3 separate regions of the Gossypium arboreum genome follow, and all the other regions are linked to region 2. Evidence: chromatin contacts called from public Hi-C data. All regions are on one chromosome and are shown on one strand. The core of a region is the stretch at or near the end of the contact, and the rest is flanking DNA. Distances in the headings are between cores, read along the strand shown.

Evidence for each region. Hi-C and Micro-C count contacts between places; a contact is called where the count stands out from the background.
Region 1: a contact with region 2 is called in a Hi-C map of leaf, with 2.2 times the contacts expected there. The contact joins the promoter of LOC108466646 here to the promoter of LOC108467087 in region 2. A contact is called at or near these places in 2 of 5 Hi-C or Micro-C datasets (both in leaf).
Region 3: a Hi-C map of leaf shows a contact between it and region 2, with 3 times the contacts expected there. The contact joins the promoter of LOC108467324 here to the promoter of LOC108467087 in region 2. A contact is called at or near these places in 2 of 5 Hi-C or Micro-C datasets (both in leaf).

What each region holds. Positions count from the first base shown.
Region 1 is chr2:8,148,860-8,152,805 of ASM2569848v2, forward strand. LOC108466646 reads right to left here and starts at 2,155. Exons shown (of 2, transcript XM_017767031.2): 1 at 1,684-2,155; 2 at 983-1,578. The coding sequence starts at 1,803. The coding sequence ends at 1,342.
Region 2 is chr2:7,999,428-8,003,926 of ASM2569848v2, forward strand. LOC108467087 (4-alpha-glucanotransferase DPE1, chloroplastic/amyloplastic) reads left to right here and starts at 2,421. Exons shown (of 16, transcript XM_017767585.2): 1 at 2,421-3,163; 2 at 3,274-3,324; 3 at 3,696-3,784; 4 at 3,877-3,937; 5 at 4,011-4,089. The coding sequence starts at 2,819.
Region 3 is chr2:8,184,327-8,188,340 of ASM2569848v2, forward strand. LOC108467324 (ABC transporter F family member 5) reads left to right here and starts at 2,558. Exons shown (of 9, transcript XM_017767947.2): 1 at 2,558-3,705; 2 at 3,952-4,014. The coding sequence starts at 2,884.

The DNA.
Region 1 (3,946 bases), core at 905-3,404, 150 kb after region 2:
AATTCCCAGTTGGGTGTTGGAGATCTACAGGAAACTAATTTGTGGGAACCCACACTTTAAAATCCATTATTTGCCTTCAATAATTCATTTAGAATGTTTGGGGGGGGGGGGGGGTTTTCTTTTATCTGTCTTATACAACTTGTAATGGGTGTGTACTAGATTTCAAAACATTTGCCAAATAATTAAAAATTAATAACCTCTGTTTTATTTAAACAAAATCACAGCAAATAGTATATCATTAAATTAGCCTTAAAGTTTAAACTTTCTCATGTTCTTTTCAAGGTCAGTTGTGACACAAGGGACCCTTTAACTTTCAGTGGCAATGACCTCATCATTATTAGCAAGTAGAAAGATTAGCCATCTAGTCTTTTTTCTTTTTTTCTTTTTTTTCTTTTTTCTTTTTAGGTTTATAAGTTGTATGTGATTGATATTTTAATAAATTGATCATCTGACTCTTTCAACATCAGACGAAACAATTAAATATTTTTTGTGAAATTATAAAATTAAACTGTTTTAATGTTCATTTCATGTTTCATGAAATTAATTTTTATAGATTTATAGTTGTCTTTCTTAAATATTCTCTTCAAGATTTTATTAAAAGTGGAATGTCGCTATACACTCATCCTTAGTACAAGTCATAAAGAGTTTAATATGCAATGTGCCTATACACTACTCGGAAGAGTCTGCTTTTCCAAACAGGTTCAGCATAGCTGCTAAATTAGATAATTAAGAACAAAATGATTAAGGATGTAATAATTGAAGAAAAAAAATTTGAAAGCTCATTTCATCAATCATACAGCTTTGCTGATAAGGCCTTGAACGGTCCCATAATGAATAAGACCATATTTTGATTGATCCGGTCGTTTTATTGAATTTCCATTGATAATTCGCAGGTCAAATTTTCAAATGCAATGCTTTGGTCCAGTATAGTTGCTTGGATAGTTAGATGGATGAAGGAATAGGCAATAAAGGAAAGAATATATTATTAAAAAAAACTGTAACATCAATAAATTAATATATATAATCAATTACATTGAGAAACAAATACATACTTTTCCCCTATATCACACTTACATAAAAATCACCATCCATATCCATGATTTTGGGAGGCAGACCCTTTGGTGAACCTCTTCAAGACTCACTTATTAGGAGCAGAATCAATTATTTTTCTTGCACGTATACATAATTCATGATGAATCTATATATATACATGTACATATATATGTAATTATAAGATCCTTAAACCTGCCTTGCCTTGCCTTGCCTTGAGCAGCTGTTGACAAGGGGATTAGTAGTGATTTTCCTTTATTTAAGTCATACACTTGATGAAGATGTGAATCCTTAGCCTTTCCTTGGGTTAAAAGAATTATCATAAGATGGCTGAGAAGCCATTTTTGTAGTGTTATCATTGTGCCTGTTAGATTTTCTGTTGAATGAACTATATCTGCCTTGCCTATGCTTCCTTCTAGGATGTGATGCCTTTGGGATAAAAACTCCAGTGCCTTTGCTTTCTCTTCTGCAGATTTGTTCTTGGAGATATGGAGATTGTGTTATTGGATAATTTGCTGCAGAAAATGTCTGCAAAAAGTTTTGACAGGACAAAAATTTCAATCCATGAAGCTGTGAAGTTAATAATACCGGAAAATCCATGAAAAAAAAACATATGTAGATGGTTATAAAAACCTGGAAGGAAACTGAAGGACATGTTGAAACTGAGTCTTCATCATCCATGATTAGCAAAGAGATTTGCTTGCTCAAGTCTGCAAAAAACAGATCATCTTCAAGCTCAACAGCCACTTCCATGTCTGTCCTCAAAAGCTAGAGAGTCTTATTAGAGTGGGGTTTTTGGCAAGTAACCAAGAAAAGAAATGTTTAGTCTCTCCCGAGCCATGGGGGGTTATAAATAAAAGAAGAGCCAGAAAAGAGATGGGGGAGTTAAAAGGCAGATAGGAGGAGGGGGGAAGTGCATGTGGGGTGGTGGGGTCTTTTAATGGCAGTTAGCCAATCTGGCTAAGTCCCCACAAGAATCATGAAGCAGTGTTATGATGTTATCCAGTAGGGGGAAGAAGAGATAAAAGAGTAGCAGCAAGCAAAGCATAGCAAAGGCAAAGAGATAGCCCACACCCAGATATCTAATCCCAAATCATCACTAGCATGCATGGGTGTAACTAGGTCAGCCTCACTTCCTTTATCCTTTTTTACATCTCTAAGGAAACAAGGTATGGCTCAAAATTCATAGTCCAACCCCAATACAAGGGATATACACTACTTGCAAAACCCAATTGAATGAACGCTTGCCCATAACTGGTCTCAACTAGTATCTAGATAGCTAGATACTGCTGTCTTTTGTCATGGTTTAAGCTAAAGGACAGTCAAACTCAGTAACCAGAGGATCTAAGAGCTTTGTTGTAGGGCCATTGCTTTAATTACTTTAGAATTTGAGACTTGTTTTTGTATATCTCCACAGAATTTGAAGGGTCGTTTGTCAATGCAACTAGCTTGTTTGTAATTTACAGTTTTAAATCATATAAGCCGTGAATTAATTGTGTTCTGATTCTTTGACATTGAGCATTTCATTGTCATCTTCGTTTGAACTTTAACACATAATTTATCTCTAATCCCAACATAAAATAGAAACAAATCATGCAAAAAAAATAAAATTCTTTTGCATTGCGGAACATAATTTTCAAGCAGCCAAGTGGGACTGAATTAAATGCATTAAGATAACCAAGGATATTCAAGTAAAGGGTAAACTACATCATTAGTTACTAAATTATGAGTAAATTTTTATTTTTATCACTTAATTAAGAAAAGCTACAATCTGGTTACTAAACTATTCAAAAGTTTTATTTTAAGTCATTGAACAATTCAAAAGTTTTTACTTAAGTCACTGGGCTGTTAAGTTTTTCTTCTTTTAAGCTCCGCTAGTGAGCTCCAACCAACTACAATCAGTACAGTAGATTAGTACCTATCGACGAGTAGAAGAACATATCTCAGATCCAAGTCAATCTAACAGTCAATGTTAGAGATTGTAGAAAAAAATTGTTTAAATTTTAGTTCCTAAATTCATGATGTCCAAAAACTAAATTAAACTGTAAAAGAGACGGGAAAAGAAAGCTTTCAATTTGTATAGGCAGTGCGAGTAGAGAAAGTCATATAACATCGATTTTAACAGTCTAGTGACTTAAACGAAAATGAGGGGCGAAGCCAGGCTGGCTGACATGGGCCTAGCTCCCCTAAAATATAAAATTACTATTTAGGCCCTTAAATTTTTTTAAAAATTTTAAATTAGTAAAGGTAAAATTGCACTTTGTCCCCTTAAAATTATAAAAATTCAATTTAATCCTTTATAAATTATAAAGATATAAACTATAAAAAATTAAAATTCATCCGGCCCCCCATAAAAGTTCTGATTTCTCTCCTGAAGAAAATTTTTGAATAATTCAGTTTCCAAATTATAACTTTTTATAATTAAATGACCAAAATCAAAACTTACCTAAAATTTAGTGACTAATAATATAGTTTACCCTTGTTTAAAATTGTTCATGGTACTGCAGCTGCAAGTACTGGAAATATCACACTTACTAAGGAAAGGCAGTACTTGAATTATGAGGGGTGATGATTTTGGTCCACACGGTTTTGATGGTTGGCTAAGGGACCTATGCCCAGCCCCCCATCTGCTGTATATTATGAACCTTGGATCCTTCTTTAATCCTCCATTCCCCCCCCCCCAACCTTTTTTTCCATAACAATGATGTTATAATCATTAAATTTTTTTTGTTTATTTATTGCATTAAATGAAGGTAATCAACAAGTTGAAGTGGTTGTTGCTGTTTGCTGGTGACAAATTTGAACTATTTCTTTCTATTATCCGTACCAGCAGCAAACATTTATGATTGGGTTTTCTGCAGCAAAAAGATTGCCTTTTGGATTTGGTTGATATAAT
Region 2 (4,499 bases), core at 1,171-3,670:
TTGGGTCTAATTGTTGGAGAGGGCTTTTATTTTTCTATACACCCATGCTTAGTCGAATATTTATTGTGTTCATACAAGCCCACATATTTCATTTATTTCTCATTTTAGTCTCTCAAAATCTTATTTTTACAGTTTAGCCCAAATTACACAAATTCATCAAAAATTCAAAGACAAAATATATCAACCCAACACATATCTTTTATTTTCCAACAACTAACATCACAAAACTCACAATTTCAAAATCATCAACAAAATAGGAAATTGAGACATGGGCTTGATAGAACACTAAGCAACGATCACAAAAACGTAGAACTTATCAAAAACCGATCAAAAACACATACCTATTTAGCCAAGATAAGTGTCAAAACCCTAGCAAGCTTTTTCTTTTCTTTTTCTTTGATATTTTCGGCAAGAACAAGCATTAATTGACTAATTTCATGCCTTTGTTTTATTTATTCATAATAATATATCATTTACCTTTTTAACCTTCATTAAAAACATATAATAAACACATAAATAATGGCCATTAATGTCCATTAACTCTTTCAATGGTCTAATTGCATCATAAAGACCCCACATATATAAAGACATAGCAATTAAGCACTTTAATAAATAGAACACATCTTTTATATTTTACGTGATTAGGTCCTCTTCACAAATTAAACACTCAAACGATGAAATTTTCATACGAAAATTTCACAAATATCAATTCACATACTTTAAGCACGAAATATAATATTAAAATATTTTTTTGACTCAGATTTGTGATCCCAAAACCACTGTTCCGACTAAGGTCTAAACCGGGCTGCTACAGGATTAGTCTTGATTGGGTCTAATTGTTGGAGAGGGCTTTTATTCCTCCAAGTCGAGTTTTCTTAGTACATATATCTTGTTACGAGAAGCAACCAGCTGGGCGGTACTGAGCTTGTAACATTTGCACTAAGATGTGATTGAGAGGTTTGTTATCATGTTGAGGAGTCCTCAGGTGGAGTCAATGTGACTTGGCGCTTGTCTATGGTTATAAATGAGGGAGATTGGTGTCAATCAAGGGAACAACTTAGATTTAATATATGAAGATCATGTATTGTTTGATGAGGCTTATTCTTTAGGCTAGTTATTTCTTTAAGCCACTTTCTTTTTGATTTTGGACAAATCCTTGTTTATCATTGTCTAGGCAAGGGATCTACTCTCATTGTTTGGGTGAGAGGTCTCTTTCTGTGAATTCCTTCCTCCTTTTTCCCTTTAGTCGATGCAGTTAATTTAGGCGAGAGAGCTCTATATAAGAATTGCATCTCTTGATTGAGTGAAATGTTATTAAATGTTTTTTATCTGATATTGAATTTGATGACAATGATATGATCTAATGAGTTGAAAGAGTAAAATTTATATGAAATAAGATTGTTGAAGGTTCATTTTATACCCTTAATAAGTGTGTATATTGCATTTGGTAAACACTTCTTAGCTTTCTTTATAGCAGGGGACAAAACTTTGAGGATGCTCATTCTTCAACAATATTCGAATATAACAATATCTTTATGTTATCAATATGATGCTCAAACAAAATTTAATCTACACTTTTTTATTTATTTATAGAAAATATACCTACACCTTTCCTTTTATTAATAATTGTACTTATACTACAAATTTTGTCTCATTTAATTCAAAAAGTCTATGATTATGTGCAACATTCTTATCGGTTTGTATTGTGTTCTGAGATAGAATGAGATGAAATTGATAGTTTAGGTATGACTTTTGATAAAAAAAAATTTTAAGTATCTAAGTGAAAAAATGGTATAATTTGAGGGCTAATTTTGCGTTTAACCCTTAATAAAATGTTGTGTAGCATTAGATTTGATTATTATAAATTATAATGTTCAGATTATGCTATTAGTCCTTATGCTATGCATAGGTTGTGGATTTAGTCCCTTTCTTTTTGCATCTTAGAACTTCATTCTTGACCTTACAATAATTGTTAAATTCGTTAAGTTAAATTTTGCTATCTCTAATGTCTAAAGTGACAAACAAATTATCACATATGCAATACCATGTCAATTTGTTATTTTTATGTAATGTTCACAAAAAAAAACCTTTATTTAATGGTTTTAATGGTTGTCATTTGAGTTAAGACTAAAAATTCAAAATTTTAAAAGCATAGGAACTAATAATGATCAAATCGGAGAGCAAAGATTGATCCACAACTTTTGGAACCAATAGCAAAATTTGACTTAATGGATTTAACTACTATCATTTATGTCAATATTGAAATTTTAAACTTTAAAAAGTACATGGACTAAAAATGAGAAAATATAAAAAATTAAATTTGACCAAATTAAAGAATGTGCACATAGTGTAGGGACTAATAGAAAATTTTGACCAATTATAATAAAAATTTAGAAGTGAACTCTAATTTTCCAATCCCCATCCCAAGATTCATTGGGCATAAAAAAATGATATTTCTTTAATCGGCTTTGAGAGAGAGAGATGATGGGCGTGTAGGGAAATGTTCAACCTAAAATCAGACAATTTGAATGTCATTTATCATGTGATAATTTTAGTTTTTACAAGATGTGTGTTTTCGTGCACTTATGGCGCTCGGCGTGACAGCTTCACGTGCATCCCATGCTTTTAGCTTTGATTTTGGCCTAAACCTTGCTGAATCTACCAAGTGCCACCCCCATCTGGCTGCTGCTTCCCACTAATAATTGTTACAATTATTTTGCTTTTCTGGCTAAATATAGATCGTTGGTTTTAAAAATTCACTGTATGATTCCTCTCTCATATACCTCTTTCCCCAATTCACCAATGTTTGCAAATTTTCATGGCGATTCCTATCCCTCTCTTGTTCTCTTCTCCCTCTTTCCTTTCCTCTCCCAAATCCTTACCTTTATTCTTCAAACCCAAAATTAACACCTCCAAATCCTTCAATCTTCACTTTCATGCTAATGTTGCCTCCTCTTCCACTTTGACTGCTATGGAAGTCGGTGAAGATTTACCGCTTGATTATGGTGATTGGCTTCCCAAACCCGATCCAGACCAGCGCCGAAGAGCTGGCATTTTGCTCCACCCGACCTCGTTTAAGGGAGATTATGGTATTGGTGATTTTGGTGAAGAAGCTTTTCGCTTCATTGACTGGCTTCATTTAGCTGGCTGCTCCGTTTGGCAGGTATATATTGTTTCAGTTAATGTAGTTGGTTTAACGCATTGCATCTTGTAATGATAACGATATTTAGTATCCTAATCCTAATTTTGGAAAATAATTGATTGTGAATGTAGGTGCTTCCCCTTGTTCCTCCTGATGATGAGGGATCACCATATGCAGGGCAGGTGCTTCTTCACTAATATCTTATTAAATTATTTGTTTTCTTGTTTCAATAAGTAATATTAATCGATTCTCCGGATTTAAGAATGAAAAATCCTGAAAGGTTTTGGTCAATTTAGTAGGTTTTCTTTTAATTACTTGTTGAATGTATATGGGAGAGATTCAGGGTAAAACTAAGCAATTTTAAACATTTTCATAATTTTTTGTACTATTAATATTTTAACAATACAACCGTTGACTAAAGTTATGAAACTACTTGAGTTTAACACAAGGTAAGTAAATCCCTCTCTTACATATATATATATATATATATATATATATATACTCTTAGTTGCTATATGGCATTGTATGATTTTCCTTGATGATTATCATTCAGGATGCAAATTGCGGTAACACTTTCTTGATTTCACTTGAAGAGCTTGTTAAAGATGGTTTGCTAACAAAGAAAGAGCTTCCACAACCAATGTGAGGAGTGTTATATATACCATTATATTCAGCTAAAATTGTAGTATGACAATAATGTTGACACTTACAATCCTACTATATCATTTGTTCAGTGATTGTGACCGTGTGAACTATTCTATGGTCGCTAAGCTAAAGGATCCACTTATAACTAAGGTAAAGCATCTACTGAACATCACTTCTTTATTTGGTTGCGGTGCCCAGTTCAACTCACATCATTATTTCTTAGGCTGCAGAAAGGCTACTTTCGACTGATGGAGAACTTAAAACTCAGCTTGAGGCTTTCCGTAGAGATCCTACCATATCGTGTGAGCTATTTATTTTCTATATAATTGCACTAACTACTATCACTTTCCTGTGTACTTCTAGTTTAAATATCCACCGAGCTTCAATCTGCATTACTAAATGAATTTGATGAATATGTGGAGTTTGAGAAAGAAAGGTTTTTGGTGGAAAAAGAACATTGTTTTTTGCTGGGATTGAAAGGGTTTGACTCTGTTTTAAAGATCATTAAGGGTTGACAAAGGTTTTGGACTTACAAGTTTTTAGCATATTTACTTTCTCATTCTTAAATCATGTACTAGCCATTCATTTGGTGCAGCTAATTATGGTTTTTTTTTTATATAAAAATAAAATTGTTTTCCTATGTTCTCTCCATTACTGGAATGAAATTACTGTAACCAGATGAATTTTATACAAATCTGTTGCTGGTATCATT
Region 3 (4,014 bases), core at 1,308-3,807, 190 kb after region 2:
GCCCCTTATATTCCTAGATAGACCAGTAGTTCATTTTTCTAGTTGAAATAAACTTCTACAATTCAATAAGTGTTCTACATCCTCTCCCTATAAATAGATGGCATTGATAGGTTTATTTACACAACTTTAAGATATTGTTACACTACCCAGAAATAGAGAGAATTTATTCTCAACTATTAAATCTATTTTCTGGAATAATAATTTCTGTCATTTTTATTTGATAAGAAGTTTTATTTTCACACTTAAACAAAAAAAATGAATTCTAGTTCTGTATTTTTATTCGAATTGTTCGAGCCCATACTTGAAGTAGGTTATGGTATGAGTATAGCGGAGAAGGTCGTTTGGTTGAAAGTCGAGAACGACAATAATTCGTCTATCCGAAAACACAGGTTGAGATTCGATTTAGGGTTTATTGCTATAAATATCATAAATCGGGTCATTTTTAAAATTTTAAATTTTCGCTATGTAAGAAAATTGTTTTCAAATTGAATTTTTTCCCCCAATATATTTAGCTCGACTATATTGGCCCATTGCTTGAAAGAAATTGAAAACTCATCTACTTGGTTAAAATGTAAAGACTTCATCAACTTCTATTTTTCTATAATAATTATTGAAAATCCTAAATGATAAGAATATATAGGGTTTAAATCACTTAGGATTCTCATATTTTAGATAGACACTAATATCAACCATTGATGTAACTCAATTTTTACTGTTGGATCTGAAAAAGTTCAAATGTAAATAGAGTCTTCCCCTTCATTTGTAATCATTTCATTCTTGAATAATCGTATATTTTTTTCAAAGCATTTACTTAAACACCTTATGTGCATTGCTTTCTTCTGACTTTTTGGTTCGATTTGAGTTCTTTTGCCTTTTTTGAGTTACTTTCTATTTATTTTGGTGCTTTAGAGAATTTCTTTTGTAAATTTTTATTTTCGAGAGTGAGGCTGACTTAGACAATTTAAAATAAAAAAATCACCTAAACCTACGTGATTTACCAGATTTAAGTTCTAACCTCGTACAACTAATCTTTTCCATATTGTTTTAAACTTCTTTGTTTGCAAAAAAGGCCCATAACGCATAACCTAAAAAAATAAAACAAAACACCCTTTATTTTTTATTACTAGTAACCCTTATTGGGCCTAAATAAAATTTGTGACCAATGGGCTGCATAACTACAACTTATAATTAAACATATGATTGAAGCCATCTAGTCCCTAAATTTGATAGGTTTTCTCAACTTAATCCCTATTTATTTCCAATATTACCAATGGAAGTTACCAACCTTTTCCAATTTTAATCTCTATGATGAAAAGATAGCGTAGTTAAAAGTTTACACCAACTTGATTAAAAGAGTAAATATTGGTGTTATTATTATTCTATGGATGACTATTTTTTAAAAATTTATTGTATTTTTAAGAGGAAAACAAATTGGAATAGGAAAGTAAATTTTCAAATGAATAGCCCTGTTTGGTGGACAATTTTTTTAATGAATATTCATTTTTATATAATATTTACGTCTGTGGTTTTTCTTTGAAAAAAACAAGTTTCAAGGATAAAATCAAAGAGGATTCGGTTTATTATCGTGATTGGACACGTGGATTACGTAGAATCAAGCATAGGATAGCACGTGGCAATAACTGGGCCGCTGTCTCTTTCATTTCCTCCTTTTTGGCTAACCATTACCACAAAAGCTCGTCCTTCAAATCAACGGCCATCATTATCTCATCTGATTCTCTCTCTTCTGTTGGCCCACAATTTTATATTAAGTGGTGACCAAAATAATTACAATTTCTTCAGCTAAACAACCTCAAAATTATTTATTTATTTTTCTACTCAATAATCTATTAAGTATCAATTCGATTACTATCCACACTATTATTATTAATAAATTTGAATTAGTTAGTTAAAAAGGAATATGAATCATTCTATGTATTATAAAATAAATTTTATTTTAAAATATACTAAATATAAATTTTATTGATTTAATTTAATTTAATTTAAATTATTTTAAAATAATAAAAAGTTATCTAAATTTAATATCATAAGAGATTATATCCAAGAAAGGAAATGAAGTTATTACTAATTAGTTTCAATTTTATTTACTAATCGTAATTTAATGTATTCATGTGTATTTTATTTTACTTATAATTTTATTTTTTATTTTAACGTCATACTTATTTTATGTGTTATTACTAATTAGTTTTAACTATATATTTTATTATTTATTGTAAATTATTTTAAACACAAATTTATGTTCTAAATACATGATTTTTATAGGTATAACATGTGATAAAATTTCTCGTACTATATTAAAGTTCTAGATTAAATTAGTGTCACAAATCAATCACACAATAATTTAATTAAGAAATTAATAAAAATAATTAATAATGAAGATATTTTGGTATATAAAAATTAAAAAGAAATCCACCAAAATGGGATTTAAAGCTGATACACACAAATTTTGAAAGCCTAAATTTTTCCATTTCAATTAATACCCTTTTGTTTTTAAATAATTTTAAAAAAAATTATTTTGACATAATTTTAATCACTCACGAAAATGATATTATTTTAATAAAAATATGAAGGTTTAACATGTTGAATGAGTATGATGATTTGTTTTTATGAATAAAAGGGAAAATATTTATTGAAAAAAGAAAGGAAAAAGGGCCATTATTTAAGAAAGTTTCAATTAAATAATGATTTGTTTGTTTTCAGTTCCGATTAAACGTTTCTAAAAGAATTCCATTGTTTCACCTCTAATTTGTGGGCTGAGAATTTGGTTTTCTTCCACAAATTTTCACAGTGGAGCTTCCCATTTCCCTTCATTAGATATTATCATTCTTTCCCTTTCCTTTCCCTTCATTTTCCCACCAATCAAACATGGACCTATCCACGAAATTCCATCGCTTAGACCTTCGTTCAACATTCTTCACCTCTATGCGACCCTCTTTAACCCGGAATTCCTCATCGTTCGTTTCTCCCAAAACCCTTAAATTTAGACCCACTAAAGTAAATGCCCAAGTTTCCACTCTCAGTGTTGAAACCTCCGTTAAAGAACCTCAAAACGACATTGAGTCATTGTTTTCAACCAACACAGTCGAAGAGATTGATCGAAAGCGTGGCGACAAACAATCCAACACCGGCGCTTCTGGTATTTCCTCCGGTGTAAAGCTCGAAAACATTAGCAAAAGCTATAAAGGAGTGACGGTTTTGAAAAACGTGAATTGGGAAGTGAAAAAAGGCGAGAAAATTGGATTGGTTGGAGTAAACGGGGCAGGGAAAACCACCCAAATGAGAATTATAACGGGGCAAGAAGAACCCGATTCGGGGAACGTTATAAAAGCCAAGCCCAATATGAAAGTTGCGTTTTTGAACCAAGAATTCCAAGTTTCAATGAGTAGGACGGTGAGGGAGGAGTTTATGAGTGCCTTTAAAGAGGAAATGGAGATTTCTGAGAGGTTAGAGAGGGTTCAAAAGGCGATAGAAGGATCTACAGAGGATTTGGAGTTGATGGGAAGGCTTTTGGATGAGTTTGATTTGTTGCAAAGGAGAGCTCAGGCTGTGGATTTGGATGAGGTTGATGCTAAGGTTAGCAAGTTAATGCCAGAGCTAGGGTTTTCCCCTGAGGATTCAGATAGGTTGGTTGCCAGTTTTAGTAGCGGGTGGCAGATGAGGATGTCACTTGGAAAGATTTTGCTGCAGGTAAAGTTCTTTATTTGATATCATGATAGTTGCCTAGTTTATCCAAAGGACGTACTATTAGCAGCTCAAATGACTTGGTAGTACCTGTTCATTATAAGTTTAAACATTGAATTGATTAAGGAAAATAGTTAGCTTGTTAGATATATTTTGATGTAGATGGTGTTAACTTGTGGCTCATGTGTATGATATGTAGTAGAGTATATTGGTGTTTCTAGCTGTTTTTTTTATATGGATGTAAATTTTCAGGAGCCTGATTTATTGCTTTTGGATGAGCCTACAAATCACCTTGACCTTGATACAATTGAGTGG